2 separate regions of the Mus musculus genome follow, and region 1 is linked to region 2. A link is a contact called in public promoter capture Hi-C data. All regions are on one chromosome and are shown on one strand. Each heading gives the region's core, a stretch centred on a gene start, on an enhancer-like site or on the middle of the called end of the contact. The rest is flanking DNA. Distances are from core to core; before and after follow the strand shown. Region 1 holds the start of Cnep1r1 (CTD nuclear envelope phosphatase 1 regulatory subunit 1). Region 2 holds the start of Itfg1 (integrin alpha FG-GAP repeat containing 1).

Region 1 (4,897 bases), core at 907-3,406, 2.3 Mb before region 2:
ATTAAAAATATGTCTCTTAAGGCTGGAGAAATGGCTCAACCGGCTGCTCTTCTACAAGTCCCATGTTCAATTCCCAGCACCCACATGACAACTTACAACCCTCTATAACTCCAGTCCTAGAGAATCTTTTGGGGACTGCACATATGTAGTATACAAACATATGTGCAGGCAAAACACCCATACATAAAATAAAAAAAAAATATTATTGGAGGTGGGGTTGGAGAGATAGCTCAAAAGTTAAGAGCACTTGTTCTTGCAGAGAACCTGGGTTCAGTCCCCAGCACCCACACAATAGCTTATAATCACTAGCAACTCCTGTTGCAGGATATAAGGTACCCTCTTCTGGACTCTGCAGGCAACAGGCATGCACTTAAAATTAAAAAATATGTATTTTCATAAAAAATAACAATTCAACCATATAAAATAGTCTCTCCTTTTAGGGTAGCCAGTTATAATTTCCTTTTTCTTTAAAAAATTATTTAGTGTGTGTGTGTAGCTGCATGGTATATATAGGCATGCATGTCATAGCACAGCACAAATGTGAAGGTCAGAAGAGAAGTTTGTGGAGTCTGCCCTCTCCTTCCCCTTTAAATGGCTTCTGAAGATGCAACTGAGGGATATAGGCTTGAACGGCATACACCAGAGCTATCTTGCCAGCTCATAATTTTCTTAAGTACTTCTGTGTAATACGTTGTCAACAGCACTAAGTAATACATTTAAAAGTTGTCTAGCCAGGCTTGGTGGCTCACGCCTTTAATCCCAGCACTCAGGAGGCAGAGGCAGAGGCAGGTGGATTTCTGAGTTCGAGGCCAGCCTGGTCTACAGAGCGAGTTCCAGGACAGCCAGGGCTATACAGAGAAACCCTGTCTGGAAAAACAACAACAACAACAACAACAAAAAACAAAAACAAAAACAAAAAAAGTTGTCTAAACTCAGAAATCTTATAGCTTAGTAAAACAAGGATTTACTAGTCAAAAGTTTTAAAGAAAGGGAGTCGTTCCTACTTAGGAATAAAGCTATCAACCACACTTTATTTTCCCTTAGAAAGCATTCAGCAACTTACTTCTCCAACGTCCAGTGGCAGGTTGCAAGCAATGAATATATTCAGTAAGTCTTCTTTCGAAAGCCTTGAGATCTAGGTAAAGAGAATTCAGTTCTCTATCTGCTCTTTCTAGTCCGAAATGAAATTTGATAAAATGAAATTTTAGATCGACAAACTCCAACAGGTCTTGCACATCAAATTACTTGTGTCACGCACCGTTTGCTTATATAATAACAATTTTAAGTACACAACAAAAACATCATTTTTCGTTCATCCCAATTTCTGGAAACCAGTTGGTCTACTTTTAGAAGCTTGAAAACTGGTATGCTGGAAGACCAGCAGCAACTTCAGCCAAGAGTCAAAAGCTAAAACTGGGGGGTGCGGTGGAGGGTGTTTACAAATAAATGGACCAAACTCCAGCTTAATTCTAATTCTGTGGAACCAAGAACTTCCTGTTGAAACATCAAAATCCATGAGGTCTAATTGACTGCAATTATCCGATTCCGGCCCTAGCTCTTATCATTAATTGATGGCTATGTAGTATGGGCTTACTAGACTTCCATACACAGATAACGGGCTGTACAAACATACTCCCTTATCCTCCTAGGAATGGGTCGCCGGTGAACGTCCGGCCAGCAGCAGCGCCTACGCCTTGTGCTGTGGCAGAGCGTACCTCTGAATGAAGTAGGGTGTTATTCCCACAGAGGTGTTTTTTAAAAAATCAAAATAAAACAAAACTTTGAAAGGCCAAGAGTACATCTAAATTCCGGCAATTACAGAAGCCAAGGAAGAAATTAGGGTTACGGTTCGTTAGGTTGTCAAACAGAAAATGAATTCGCACTCTATAACTCGCAAGGGCTCGTCACTGAGACGGGGGGGCCCCCGAGCCCCTGCGGGGGGGGAAGGCGGCACCCCTCGGCGGCCGTGCGCCCCGCGTCCCCGCCACGCCGCCCTCGCGACCTCCTCAGCCTCGGGACGGGACCCGGCGGAAGACACACTCTACCTTCCGCTTGTTCCAGCGAGTTCATGTCGGGCGGCAGCTCCGGTCACCGCCACGGCCCGGTCCTCATCGCAGCCCGCCCTCCCCGCCCCGCCGACAGCGCCAACTCCCACCTCTAACCGCTCCCTTCAGCCCCTCCGTTTGGCACCGCCCATTTTCTAGAAACGTTGAGTTTATTGGGTAGCTCATCCAGACCCCTCAACTAAACTAGTTTTCTATTGGCTAATTTCAGCAAACGCCTTCGGGAACCCAGCGCTAGATGTTCAACTGGAAGGGCCGAGAATAGCGAGCAGCTAGGCTGATATAGCCATGGCGCCGCCTCCTGCCTCGGGGAGGAACTGAATTCTGTCCAAGCATACTTTATTTTTAAGCTTGGTTGCTTTCTTAGTTCTTAAAACAATGATTGAGCGCCCACTAACTTCTGGGCAGTATTTTGGTTGCTAAGGAGAGACCACCAATCTATCCCTGCCCTCAAGGAACTAAAGAGAAACTGAGATATGTTCAGCAGTAAGTACTAGAAGCGCCCCCAAGCAGATTTCCTTGATTTTGATTTCTCTTCTTTAGATATCCAATTCCTTAAGGAAGGATTTCTTTCTTGGTTATTTTCTCCTCATGTCGTCCAATATAGTCATAAAGAATGCACAAAGTGCCGGGCGGTGGTGGCGCATACCTTTAATCCCAGCACTTGGGAGGCAGAGGCAGGTGGATTTCTGAGTTCGAAGCTAGCCTGGTCTACAGAGTGAGTTCCAGGACAGCCAGGGCTAAGAGAAACCCTGTCTCGAAAAACAAACAAACAAAAAAAAAAAAACCAAAAAAACAAAAACAAAAACCAAAAAACAACAACAAAAAACAAAACAAAACAAAAAAAGAATGCACAAAGTATGTCTTTGTAAGTATAACAAAAATATGTACAGGGTTAGCAAAATTAACATTTGATTAAAATGACCTGTTATTTCTGTTTATTTCCTGGTGGTCATTGATTCATTCAAGAGGTATTTATTGCATGACATGCTACGCATTGTATTTGTCCCATATTACATTATATTTATGACCACGGTAGATAAGATTGCATTCCTCACAGTGAAAGGTTTCAGGGAGCAATAAACATAAAAGTAGGCAACTGATTTCAGATAACAGTAGCTCTATGGAAAAAGCAACCAATATTAAAGACAGGAGGAAGGAGGTCCAGAAGTGTTGCAAGGAAGTTTGAGCTGAGAGGCCCAAGAAGACGGAAAGGATCCAGCCACACAGATCAGGGCTGAGAAGGTCTTTGAGCAACACCGCCATGTTCCCAAAATTGATACATTGTGTGTTTTACTAATCAACCTTTGCCCTAACTCACTTATCAGCTCCTGACTCCTTTGTTTTATAGACTCCTCTACCCTAGTAGCACTTTCTAAACTTTCCCATTAAGGAGCCTTCTCTGGTCCAAACCCTTTACATGCATTATCTCATTTAAACTTTTACGATGACTTGTTTGTTTTAGAGATGGAGTTTTTCTCTGTAGATTAAGCTGGTCATGAACTTGCTACAAAGGTCCATTCTGGCTTCAAACTTGCAGTCCTCCTGCTTAAGCCTTTCAAGTATTCAGGTGTGAGTTGCCAAGCCTGACTTAAAGATGTGTGTGTGTGTGTGTGTGTGTGTGTGTGTTATGTTTTTTTCCAAACAAGGTTTCTCTGTATAGCAACCTTGACTGTCCTGGAACTCACTTTGTAGAGTAAGCTAGCCTAGAACTCAGAGACCTACCTGCAGTGCTGGGATTAAAAGCATGGTACCATCATGCCCAGCTTCGAGATGAATTTTTAATGTTATGGATCAAAACCTATGAGTTATAAAATATACTTATTAGATGATGACATCTTGATGTTTTGAGCCAGGGTCAGACATATTCCTGGCTGTTTTGTAACTCTCTATGTTGACCAGGTAGGTTTTGAGTTCACAGAGATTTTCTTGCCTTTGCTGGGATTAAAGGAATGCTACACTACACCCTTGCCCATAGCCATTACTTTTTTTTTTTTTTTTTTTTTTTTTTTTGAGACAGGGTTTCTCTGTGTAGCCCTGGCTGTCCTGGAACTCAGAAATCCACCTGCCTCTGCCTCCCAAGTGCTTAAAGTAATTAAAGGCGTGCGCCACCACCACCCGGCGCCATTTCTTTTAAGAACAGAGGCAGCTGAGTGTGGTGGTACAAACGTTAAGTCCCAGCACTCAGGAGGCAGAGGCAGGCAGATTTACCCAGGGAGCTCCAGGCTAGCAAGACTACACAGTGAACTCTGTCTTTTTGGTTTTTGTTTTTTCTTCAAGACAGGGTTTCTCTGTGTAGCCTTGGCTGTCTAGAATCTTGCTCTATAGATCAGACTGGTCCAGATCTGTCCCCCAACCCCCTGCTATCCGACTTTTGCACATCCCATACCTCCTCCCCACCCCTCACTGGCTGTTCTTGCAAAGGACCCAGGTTCAATTCCCAGCACTCACATGGCGGCTAATAAGTGTCTGTAACTCCAAATCCAGGCGTCTAATGCCGTCTTCTGTCCTTGAAAGGTACCAGGCACACAAGTGGTTTAAAAACTTATATTCTAAAAAACTCCTGGAACAACTAGAAGTGGATAAATTCCTAGACACTTATAATCTACAAAAATTAAAACCATACAAATAATTTAAATAGATCCATAACAAGCAAGGAGATGGAAGCAGTAATCAAAAGTCTCCCTGCATGGAAAAGGCCGTGACCACAGGAGTTCACGGCCAAATTGTACCGAACCTTTAAAGAAGATCTAACAACGAACGAAGCTCCTCAAACGGTTTCATGAGCCAGGAATGAAAGGAAGCCTCCCAGCCACATTCTGTAGAGCCACGAT
Region 2 (4,912 bases), core at 2,215-4,714:
AGGCTATATACTGCAAACTTACATCAAGCATCATAGTAAAGAGAGAAAAACTTAAAGCACTCCTACTACCATAAGGGACAAGTGAAGGATGTCTACTATCTAAATACCATATAAACTTAAATTTAATATAGTGGTGGAAATCTACCTAGAACAATAAGTCAAGAAAAAGAAGAGGCAATCAAAGCCTTAGAAGTCCCCACAACCATAGCTACCTGATTTTTCACTAAAAGCCAAATATATATTAGACAAAAACAGTGTCTTAAACAAATGATGGTTAGGAAACCTGGGCATTACCACGTCGATGAATGAAACTAGACTCCTATATCTCACCCAGCACAAAACTAAATTCCAAATCTTTTAAAGACTTCAATATAAGACCTAATATCACAAAACTGCTAGATAAAAGAACACCAAATACATTTCAACATACAGATAAGAGTTTTCAGAACAGCATAGGAAATAATACCAACAATGGTTCAATAGGATCTCATGAAATTAAAAGGCTTTCTGTACAACCAAATAAACAGTTGGGTAAAGAGAATTAGTAACTAGAAAGTATAAAAACTTAAAAACACTAAACTCCAAAAAAATAAAATAAAATAAAACATAGGCTAAGGAACCAAAACAAGAATAGAGCTCTTAAAAGAAGAATTACAAATGTCTAAGAAACGCTTTTAAAAGGCATCAACAACCTTGGAAATCAGGAAACATAGAATGAAACAACTCTGAGATTCCATTCCACCCAGTTAGAATGGAGTGGAATTATGAATGACAAAAAAACGGTGCCATCAATGTGAATAAAGGGAACTGTTCTAAATTGCTAATGGGGGTATAAACTAATAAAACCACTTTGAAAATAGGGCTTAAGGACTGTCAAAAACCTAAAAATAAACATACCATCTGGGCATGTACCCAGAGGAATTTATACCATATTACAGAGGCATTTGCACATTCATGTACACTATAGCTCAATTTACAATACCTAAAAAATGGGCAAAAATCATTTTAAAAATTAACTGGACTTGTCAGTTTGACAGTTGCAGTTCCTAAGCACTAATGCCGGCTTTTGGTCAAATAGCTTGTAATTGTCCTGAGAGGCCTCCACCCTTTGCCTTCCTGGGGTACCACAAGATACATTCAAAACTCAATGGGCACAAGCTAACTTGAACTGAAATGGTACACACAGTTGGGTCCACCAAAGGGGACATAAAAGAAACAAAAAATACCATATAGTAACATTAACCTTGAAAACAACAAATATAAAATTGTCGGTTGACCCTTTTGGGGTCTATACACTTACCAGACCTTAACAAAGCAGGTGAAGAGAAGGCTGCATCAGGTGAGTTGGCCATTTCAAACTGTTGATTCTTATCATAAGCGTTGCACGCTAAACTACACCAATTTTAAAACTGTTTAGTGAAGGTTAGAAGCAATCAGCATTAGATTAATGTATGAGCAGTTATTAGCATGATGCAATGTGCAAAAGACAATTAAAGATCATTATATAATTTTAGTTTGTCTTTTATGACTCAAGAATTTGATTTCCTTTATTTGGTAAATTAAGTTTGCATACATGAAAAGACAGAAACATAATATCCACTTACTAAGACACATTCAATTAATAGTATCCTTTATTGTTCTTTAAGTTGTTAATGCTACTATGTAACAATGCTTATAACTCCAAAGAGGAGCCTGTCCCAGAAACAGGTCAATTCATGTTTCAAACAAGGCTGTTTACACAGTTAAAAGTTGTAAACAGAATCAAGTTAACACTTTATAATAAGCAGGAAGTAAATAATATGGCTCAAGGTTTAGTGTCTGTATTTTTCGGAATCAAAAATAGTAGAAACTGCAAACATAACTACTAAGATTTGCCTCAACTACTATCTTTTTTTTTTTCCACTTCTATCTGCACTTTACTCTTATGTAAACATACAGTAAATTTGGATAGTATCTACTATGGCTGAGACTAGGTTTAAGAAACTGCATTCAACAATAGTTAAGCAGAATTTACCCTATTAAGAAAAATACGGTTTTCAACACTTGCTGTTGTGACATATATTTGAGTAAAATAAAGACTTGAAGAGAAAATAGACCCTATAGGATTACTATGTTGCAAAACTGTGTTGCAAAAATACATGTTGGGGGTTGAGAGGACGGTTAAAGACCCTGGCAAAAGACTAGTTATTCTCTTTGCCCAGAACAACCTAATAGCACTTTTTCTATTCCCACAGCAACAGTGTTAATAACCAACTCAAAATTTCTATATGACACAATAAAAGAAAATATAAGCAACAAATATCCCTACAACTGTTTCAAATAATTCTACTGACTCTGAACTTGAGTCAACTGCTTTCTAAAAATTTCTCTTACTTTTCATGTGTTTGTTCCATTACAACCCTAAGTCCTAAGTAAATAAACACACAAAAATTTTAAGATTTCAAATGGAATGAAATTGGCAATACTTTAACAAATACAGTACTTTTCTACAATCTTTCGTCAATCTTTGACAAGGGAAAGGTTCTTGGTTGAACATTTCTTGTCCCCCACCTCTCGTGTTTAAGGACACATTTTTTCCCCCAAGATTGTATCCAATTTCAAAAGTGGCAGTTTCACTGCTGGCTCTCTGGAAAGTTATTAATCAGGAGTACTAACTTTTAAAACGCCAGTGTGACTTTGCAATTTGAACAAGTCAGTTCAGGACACTCGGACTGCTGGCTTTTTAATCTCCGTGGTTGGGAACCACAACTAGAAGCTACAGGTGGTGGGACCATTTGGCTAGGGAAGGGGCCAATTTCATTCTGAGTCATAACTGTACACTAACTTAACTTGTGGCACAAACCGTCTTCCTCAATTTCTGACACACAGAACTGGCTGCAGCTAAAAATTACTGAGGAATGTGAAGGGGGCATATGAGACAAAAGTAGTCGCCAGCTCTTTAGGACCTCACTAAAAATGGAGGTCTACTTTTTGCAGAGCAAGAGCGTTCAGGTTCCAAAGAACTTGTCACTAGCTGACTTACTCGGCAAAGTTTCTGGAGAAGTCAGCTTATCACTAACTTTGGAGAGGAAATAACTTGGGGGAGAAAGACAGACGTTATCTAAATGGGGGAAGTGCAGGGATTGGGGAATGGGGACCAAGATGGACAAGAGCAGGGCAGCAAGAGAAACCTATTGCTTTCTGGAGCCAACTTAAGGAAGCAAGTTGATCCCCAGGACAGATCCCACCTGCCTCCCTCCAGGGGACTTGCGGAGGAGCACCACCCCCTGTACCCAGGAGGGGGAAGGTTGTGGTCACAGGCAGTCAAACCTGAGCGCTTGGCCCGGGCTCTTCGTTCCAAGAGCTTCCAGCTTACTTCAGCCATGAGTCCCTCAGCCCCCGCCATCGCACAGTGCCCACCACCCCAGCTGCCAGTCAGCGAGGCCGGCCCGGCCCCGCCCCCTCGCGCGACACTGTCGGGAGGCACGACAGCCGGAAGTGAGTTCCCGGGCAGACGCCGCCCTAGCTCCTCGGCGTCTTGGTCGTCGGAGAAACAGCCCCAGGGCAGCGTGAGAGTGCAGCGAGGGGCTGCCCGTGAGGCCGCACCCCGAGTCTTTTCTCGGTCGGCCGGTCAGTCGCACGGTGCTTTGCGGCTGCCGTCAAGCGCGGCGGAGGCCGGCCGGGCCGAAGGCGCCATGGCGGCAGGCCGGCTTCCTAGCGCCAGGGCGGTGCTGGCCCCGCTGTTCTTGGGGCTCGCGCTGCTGAGCGTTGGGCCTGCCCCGGCGCGGGCTCTGCACAACGTCACGGCCGAGCTCTTTGGGGCTGAGGCCTGGGGCACCCTGGCGGCCTTCGGTGACCTCAACTCCGACAAACAGACGGACCTCTTCGTGCTGCGGGAAAGTCAGTGCTTGCCGGCCCTCCTCTGTCTGCCCCTCCCGGTGTACCCACGCCCCCTGATTCCTGTTACCCTACCTCTTGCATTTCCCAGTCTTCTGGCTCTCCCTTTATCTTCAGCACAGGGACAGCTTTCCCCTGTTTTTATCAACCCTCGGTCCTAACTCAGTAACCCCGCGGCTTGACCATCAGCCCAACCCTTAAGAACACACCAACCTCCCTTCATCTAGAAACCTCTAGCCTTCATATGGCGAATGATCACCTGCCTGCCAAAGGTCTTCCAGATTTCTAAGAACCTTGGTTTCTGGTCTAAGCATTTGCTTTCCCGTCTTTTTTCCAATCTTCCACCCCCTTTGATGAGAAAACATGCAAGCTGACAGTTTCTTGTGAGAGATGTTCTGCCTTCACCTCCTACTAATTCTGCCCTTCCTTGTGTTAAGATCTTTAAAGGCACTGTGCCTTCCTCAGGCACCAAATTCTCCACCACTCACACCAGCCTCTGTTGTTGTTAACTGCTGATAAACGCAGTGCCTCCTTGGTCATACATTCTCAAACTTCAGACTTCTCCAGCATAAGGTGCCTTAGCTTAGTGTACATCTGGCCCCTCCTCATCTTGAGTACTGCTATAGTCTTCATCCAACTTGCCATTGAAAGTTCATTAACCACATTAAGCCTTAAAAGAAAAAATGTCTGATGCTGACCAAGTGCATCGGTTGGTGGTTAAGGACCAAGGCCATGAATAAAGTTTAAAGCCCCTACAAAGCTGACTGGCAGGATCCTGACAAGGTCTTTTGAGTGCTCTTTCCAGGACCCCAGAACCTCTTATAAGACCTGGATGGTTTTTCCTCTATTTGAATGATTACCCACATTGCAAGAATACTCAAAGTCTGTAGCTAATCTATCCAAACTAGATACAGAGACATTGAAGATATCCTGTGCTTGATTAAGCGTTTCTGAAAGTCTGTCCCAATGAACATTAATTGACCCATCCATGTGGAAGCAAAGGGGGAAGTGTGGAGGGCTCTGCTTTTTCTGCTTA

What was found. Promoter capture Hi-C pulls out the DNA fragments that hold promoters and counts their contacts.
Region 1: a promoter capture Hi-C map of pre-B cells shows a contact between it and region 2, with 2.1 times the contacts expected there. The contact joins the promoter of Cnep1r1 here to the promoter of Itfg1 in region 2. A contact is called at or near these places in 5 of 39 promoter capture datasets (embryonic stem cells, hippocampal neurons, liver and 1 more) and 1 of 115 datasets of contacts at active chromatin or transcription factors (astrocytes).

Annotation. Positions count from the first base shown.
Region 1 is chr8:88,116,018-88,120,914 of GRCm38.p6, reverse strand. Cnep1r1 (CTD nuclear envelope phosphatase 1 regulatory subunit 1) reads right to left here and starts at 2,156. Exons shown (of 6, transcript NM_029074.3): 1 at 2,046-2,156; 2 at 1,064-1,135. The coding sequence starts at 2,070. It overlaps Gm2716 (predicted gene 2716), which reads left to right and starts at 2,308. Exons shown (of 8, transcript NR_151771.1): 1 at 2,308-2,549.
Region 2 is chr8:85,839,501-85,844,412 of GRCm38.p6, reverse strand. It overlaps Itfg1 (integrin alpha FG-GAP repeat containing 1), which reads left to right and starts at 3,464. Exons shown (of 18, transcript NM_028007.3): 1 at 3,464-3,879. The coding sequence starts at 3,675. Phkb (phosphorylase kinase beta) reads right to left here and starts at 3,425. Exons shown (of 32, transcript NM_199446.2): 1 at 3,310-3,425; 2 at 1,301-1,409. The coding sequence starts at 1,352.